Regions from separate parts of the Arabidopsis thaliana genome. Here region 2 is linked to region 1. A link is a contact called in public capture Hi-C data. All regions are on one chromosome and are shown on one strand. The core of a region is the stretch at or near the end of the contact, and the rest is flanking DNA. Distances in the headings are between cores, read along the strand shown. Region 1 holds the start of AT4G09340 (SPla/RYanodine receptor (SPRY) domain-containing protein). Region 2 holds the start of CINV2 (cytosolic invertase 2).

Region 1 (3,663 bases), core at 629-3,128:
CGAGCAAGATAGCAGTCTAATTCAATACCTGTCTAAGAATTTTTCTCTCATGCAATGCATATGATGTATCATCAATACCATTTTCTTGAGCTCCATTGATAGGAGGAAGTGTACTGTTAGTAGCCAAGTCTAAAGCATGATGAGTCTCTTCATACCCATAATGAAGCAAATAGTTCTTTACAAGCCTGATGATCAAAAAAAACCAGAAGCTTCTTAGCTACGCAGAAATTTTATTACCAATGCAATAAAAGAATAGAAGAAAAAACTTCACCTCAGTAACTACAGAACAAGAGTGTACTCACCCAAGACTCATGTTCGATGGTATGGATATCTTTTCGATTGCTATTTGTTGCTTATTCCTCTCCGATGATTCATATCCCTAACACAACAGAAAAAAAGAGGAACAGCTAAATCATACGTAATCACTCCTGTAACCTTAACCTCAAACAAACCTAAGGCAGAAAGAGAAGCACAAGTAAACACATATTACTCTCTACCTCAACTTTCTACACATATTACACATACAATTCTTAATCGTAGAGTCTAAGAGAAGATGTTTAATCACTGTATTTTTTTACAGTGAATCATCTGCCACATTATATGTTTGTACCATATCAAAAAGATGCATATGTTTCTTTACTATACGATAGTTATACTTCGGACTATCCCATCGATAAATTACACAAGCTAAGAGCTAGAAACTCCACTAGTATACCAAAAATATTCAAGGATCTTACCTTAAAATCAAAGGCAAACTTCTCCTGCCCGAAGTTGACTGTAACCCTACCAAGATTCAGAACATCAAACAAAGAACATATTCAAGCACTTGAAAAATAGTTCACGCTGACATCATATTAAGAAACAAAGAGAGCATACTCTTCGTTTTGGCTATGTACAGCTACAGTAGGGAATAGAGGACCCTTGATGTACTTGGAGACTGTCCCTACCAGAGTTCCATTTACACTGGCATCTCATAACAAAGATATGTCAGAACTGTAACATGAAAATGAATTGACTCTTGAACTCTTAGATACTCACGTGAAAAAGAATTCCTGCGAATCATAGTTTATACCACCACCAACAGTATCACCAGTTGTATAAGTCGGACCAAAAGCTTCACCTTGACGTTTTCCTAGATATATAAGCCCATCTTCACCATGATAACCACAAGTGTTGAGTTCCCATCTAACCATTACATAAGAAATATCACAAAACTATCAATTTGAATGCTCAGCAACAATGATATAGAAACAAAATCCAACACTTTCGTATGTTCTGATCCTAACCAAACATAAATAAAACTCACACAATTGAACCAAATCCTGAACCTAATCAAACTTAAAACAACTAAACAAAAATAAGAGATCTTTAAGAACCTAATCAAATCTAAACAAAACTCAATATCATACCCAGGATGTCTCGCGATTCTGAAACTATTAGTAGTGAAACCAATGGAGACACGTCCTTTAACACCAGCATCTTTAACATAAATCTCGAAGTAATAAGCGAAACGTTTACACGGAGCAGGTTTATTAGCTTGAACAACGCCGACATCGTGACCGTGTTGAGAAACGCCAGTGTATTTGAGAGATAGCTTATCGGGAGAGATAACTACAAAACCGCTTAAACCGGTGATCGTGTTTAACTCCGTCGGTGATTCTTCTTCTTCTTCGTTATCTTCCATTGTATGTGGTTTTGCAGAGTGATGAAATTTGTGAATGAAGTTGGATTTGTTCATTCAAATCGCAGAGAAGATAATTGAAACCCTAGAATTTTGCTGATTGGTGATTGATTATAGAGAAACAAAATTGTTGAGCGAATATTTTTTATTTTTTTCAAATGATCTCTTACAAAACCATGTGATTTCGGTTCGGTTTTTATTTGAATTATTCGGTTTTTAAAAATTTGGTTTCTTAGTACTGGTATCCAAATTATGGATGGTTTAGTATGGTTTTATTTTGGTTCGGTATTGAATGTTTATCTACAATATCCTTAATTTTTAAAGAAATTTCGGTTTTAAACCATTTTTCTTTGTTTGATTTGATTTTGGATCGACTTTTCAAATCAAGTATCTCGATTCATTTACGGTCGGTTTATTGGCAACAACTTAACATTAAAAAAAGCTAAGAGTTCAAATGGTTACGCGGTTAGGACGGACAAATCTATCAACGGTTTAGACTGCTTTTTGTTTAGGAAAATTGCACAATCTATACTTGGAAGAGTTGTTATTTAAGTGTCCAAAAAAATCACTGTTTGACTAATATTGTACATGTGGAAATTGCGTATGTACCCCTAGGAAAATCTTTTTATACTGTATGAATATATTGTGTCAGATTATTATTATTCTTTGCATGTAGTCTTTTTTCTTTTTTGCTATTTATTTATTGATTTTTAGGGAAACCAGTCGTCATCGTCATTTCTCTTTCTAAATGGAAAGTTGTATCCCTTCTTTCCCTTATTAAAACACAGTCCAAAAGATAAAAGTTAATGTAACATTTGTATTAGGTGCTAACTCTAATTCATAACAAAAGTGAAACTATCTCAAATCACCATAAACTTATGATATTAGCCGGTAATCCAAGTATTAACATACCAGTTTGTATTAGGTGGTAACTTTGATGCAAAACTTATGAATTCAAATTTTTAATACCTCTAAGGGTATTATCACTATATGTAAACAGGTATTAGCCGTTAACAAAATGTTAACGTAACAGTTGTATTAGGTGCTAACTCTAATTCATAACAAAAGTGAAACTATCTGTAATCACAAGGAACTTATGATATTAGCCGATAACCCAAGTATTAACATATCAGTTTGTATAAGGTAGTAACTCTGATGCAAAACTTATGAGGGTATTATCACTATATGTAAACAAATATTAGCCGTTAACAAAAAGTTAACGTAACATTTATATTAGGTGCTAACTCTAATTCATAACAAAAGTGAAACCATCTGTTCAAACCCTCCTAGTCCAAAAACAGTCTCATCCTTCCATCTTGAACCGTCAAAAAAACTTTTCCTCGTCGCTTACTTACCGCCCTGCAACACATTAATTTTTTGATTAGCAGTCATTTTCCTTTTTTATCAGATAACATTTACTTTATCGACTCTACTTTCTTCATACACCATCAACAAATGTAATATGTAAACATTTTTTTACCCTGCTAATTCGTATATTATCATGATATTTTCAAAATTATCGATAATCCAAAGTTATCAGCGACATCTTCTTTCCTGTTTTCAAAACCATGGTAAAAGTTTTGTTATCGACTGTTTTTTTCAAAAAAATGATAAGGAGCTATATATATATATATATATATATATATAGGTACACACCTAAGACTTAAATGCTTTGTGTCTCTTTCTTATAGGTACAATATATCTCGCGGAAGAAGGCTACTGATTCTTTGTTTGTATAGGGGCAATTATGTCATATTTAATTTACAAGAAAATTTCCACCTAAATAACTAAATGATATGTGTAGATCCTTAATTATATATTCTTCCATGTATAGATATTTCATTCACCCTTTTGTTTATCATTCATAAACTATAATCCGCAGTAGTGCGAATTAAAAAAAAAAAAAGTTTGCGGTGTACTAACTACAGATAACTTTTACGTAGAATTTTTTTTATCCGCATGCGATTTATCGTCCGCTCTAA
Region 2 (3,437 bases), core at 160-2,659, 96 kb after region 1:
ATCCGCAATAATTGTGTCGGTTTTACGAACTGGATCATGAAGCACCTTGAAACTCGCTGGCATAACGCCTTCCCCAAGCTTGAACCGGTCAACCCGTTTCTCCCAACCTTGAAGCTGAAGTGTCTTGAGCAAGAAGTTTTTCACTATATCGGGCTCTCCATTCATCAGAAACGCCAATGCACTTGGTACAAAGTCACGTACAAACACCTACTCAAATAGAAGACAAGTTTTGAGATATTCTACACAAAAATCGATTATGCTCAGGTCACGTCTAGAATCTTTAGTTACCTGATCATAGTTCAAGACCTCCTCGGAGGCATGGTCATAAGCTGCAATGGTACCAACGGGTTGACCACGAAAGAACACCATTGACCTTCTCAAAGCTTCCCAAGCCTCAGCAACCATCGGATGAGGCTCGAAAGAGTTCCTAACAGAGAGAGGAGTGTCCACCATTGACCTACTTCCAGGAGAATGAGCCATTTCTAAAATGCTATCTTGTCTTACATAGCCAGTCGATAACTCGCTCATCGACCTTTCGTCAAACGATCTCTTCCGTTCGATCTTTAGCTGCCTCGGCTTCTCTAAAGCCCGAGTTAGATCAAAATCATCCATCTCTGATAAAGAACAATGTGATCCTTCAACTCTTAGCACCAATGGTTCTTTATGACCTTCCTCCATTTCTTTGGTTTTAATGGATAGAACAAGATCTTGTCATAAACAACAACAACAACTAAAAAACAGACAAAAGATCAGTTATTAAGATAACAACATTAAACAGAATCTTTTTATTGCTGGTAATAAATTGTGTTTAGTTTAACAAAAACTTATTTTTTTGGAAATAAATTCTGTTTATCTTAAGATAAGATTATGTTCAGACTAATAAATATTATTTTCTCTTATCTTCTTTACTTACTTAAGCAAATAATTCAAAACTTATCTAATGATAACAGTTCCAAATAATAATCCAAAATTAGTGCTAATACGTGGATTAAACAAACATATTAATCAAGATCCATGAGAACGAACCAGATCTACATTCTAGAATTACCATACATAATGGTTTAACATAAATGAGAAGAACCAAACCTGAGAAGACGACGGAAGTGTTAAAAACTCGTAACAGTCGCCGGAGAGTGAGAGAAGAAAGGGCAAGAGAGTAAGAAAATGGGGAAAAAGAGTCATGATGAGTGAAGTTGTTGTTTTATAGATAGAATAAGAAGTAAGGAAGAAGAATACAAAACGGGACTTGTTAAGAGACCGAAACAAGACAAAAACAAAACGGGTCTGGTAAGGAAAAATGTCGACGGAAGAGACGGAGTTAACCGGTAATTACCGGTTAAGAAACGGTCAAGTTATATTACTGGTCTGATTTTGGGTTTTGGACTTTTCGCTTGGGATACTTATTTTATCGGTCTCCAGTCACTTTTATTTTCTTTATTATAGATTTTTGTTTTTTCTCGACATATAAACCAAACACAGTGGTGGACTGGTAAGCTTGTTAGTCTGGTAGGTAGACAATATAATTAATAAGTATATATATCACATTTATTTAATGTTTTATTTTATTTGTAGAATGATGAGAGAGCTTCAATATAAATTAACTAACATTTTCAAGTTGCTTTGAATTATGTGGCTCCCATAGTTCAAGTTTTTTTGGATCATCTAAATATCTAATACATTTGGAAAGCCTGAAATGAGAAGTTTTATGAAAATGTGGATAAAGACCCAAGTGAGGTTCTCCAATTAGAGTAAAATGAAGCCAATTCGTAGACTTTAACTCAAATGGAGATAGTTACAGAAACACAGGTTCATATATTTCATTTATGGTTCCTGGAAAGGAATGATGATTTCTCAGGAATATGATGGTTTTATACACTATCAAATGAAGACACGCCAATTATGGGAGCTGTCAACCTTCGATAAATCTTGACTTATGTGCTTGAAATGTAAAAGCATTCGTTTGGACAATGAAATGCATGATTGACTTTCATTAACGTGAAGTAATTTTCATTACAGATTGTTTAGATCTAGTAAAGATAGTGTCTTCATTAACTAAGTGACCATCATTTTTTATAAATTTGTAGGCAATTGAGTCACGAGAGAAAAAAAATTCTTCTTTTTCGATATCTTTAATTTCTCGTCGAGCTAATGTAAAAAGGAAATTTCATGTGTATATCTTAAGAGCCAAAGTGTAAACTTTAACATGCAACTACACCTCCAAACATTGTTAGACATTTTTTTTTCAACTTCCTGAGCTTGTTAGAGTTGATAATTTTTTATTACACTTCCAAAATCCAAATTTTCAAAGAAAAAATGCAAAATTTTATGAAATTTGATTTATACATCCAACTTCAGAAACTTGGTGATAACTCCCATCATTTCACCGCCATGGAAACGGCCAAGACATCTTCTTGCAGCTGCAATCTCGTTCAACTCTGAGACTGAATCTCCACTAATCGCCAGAGAAGCTTCCCTCCTCCCACAGTCTTCTTCTTCTTTTCCGATGACATTTTCACTGGATGCTATATCCGTTGGAAGTGGAAAAGGGTCTAAAGATGTCTCTAATAGAGCTGATTCTCCTCCAACCGCTCTCACAAAGTCCTTTAACCGGCACATTGTGAATGGGACAGGCTCGAAGCTGTGGTCTCCATACTCAACTGGAGTAGAATGATCACCAGTCACACACAAGAAATACTGGTAATTTGAAGAAGATTCAGCTTGCCATAGAAGCTTAGCGAGCTGACGTATCGCTTTATCCACAGCTTCCAAGCCTCGAACTTTGAACAATGTAGCCTTGTCATGACCTGCATCATCTATAGCCTGCACGAATAATTTAGAATCAGAATGAAATTTTTTATGTTGTGTTAAAAGACAGAGACATGTTTTCACCTTAATGTGAAGGAAGCCGAAATCGTAACCATCTGACCTTCCCGGTTTATGCCCGTCCTCTGCTGGTTCAAAGACATTTGGGCAGGGATTCAAAGGAGCTGAAAGCGCATTCGCTATAGCAATCGCTTTCGATGTGAGAAGCGTCCGGTAATCTCCAGTGGCTCCCAGAGCTTCAAGAATATCAATACCAAGGGACATACCAAGTCCGGCTATAATCTTCGTTGGTGCTACCATACACGGCCACAAACCATGCTTCTCGTGAAAAGGAGGAACCTTTATATACAAAACCCATAACAGATAAGTAGATGGAGCAAATAGATTCATTAAAAGCATTCGTAAGAGACAGTGAACACAAACCTCGATTCGAATACCACAGCCTCTTAAAAGAACAAGATTAGCAATATTCTTGCCTTGTGCAGCTCTCTTTACATTAACCGGGTGGGAAACAAGAATGCGCGATATCTCCCGGGATAATTCGTTCACGACTTTGGCTGTGTGATTAGCTTCTTCTGATTCATCCAAAGGTTTAGCTTCAAGAAGCAAACGAT

What was found. Capture Hi-C pulls out chosen DNA fragments and counts their contacts.
Region 2: a contact with region 1 is called in a capture Hi-C map of root, with 2.1 times the contacts expected there.

What each region holds. Positions count from the first base shown.
Region 1 is chr4:5,925,860-5,929,522 of TAIR10.1, forward strand. AT4G09340 (SPla/RYanodine receptor (SPRY) domain-containing protein) reads right to left here and starts at 1,879. Exons shown (of 10, transcript NM_117002.3): 1 at 1,410-1,879; 2 at 1,039-1,185; 3 at 877-963; 4 at 738-783; 5 at 303-379; 6 at 29-185. The coding sequence starts at 1,738.
Region 2 is chr4:6,022,633-6,026,069 of TAIR10.1, forward strand. CINV2 (cytosolic invertase 2) reads right to left here and starts at 1,410. Exons shown (of 6, transcript NM_117019.5): 1 at 1,087-1,410; 2 at 289-730; 3 at 1-207. The coding sequence starts at 678. It overlaps AT4G09520 (Cofactor-independent phosphoglycerate mutase), which reads right to left. Exons shown (of 6, transcript NM_117020.5): 4 at 3,247-3,437; 5 at 2,890-3,162; 6 at 2,172-2,820. The coding sequence ends at 2,338.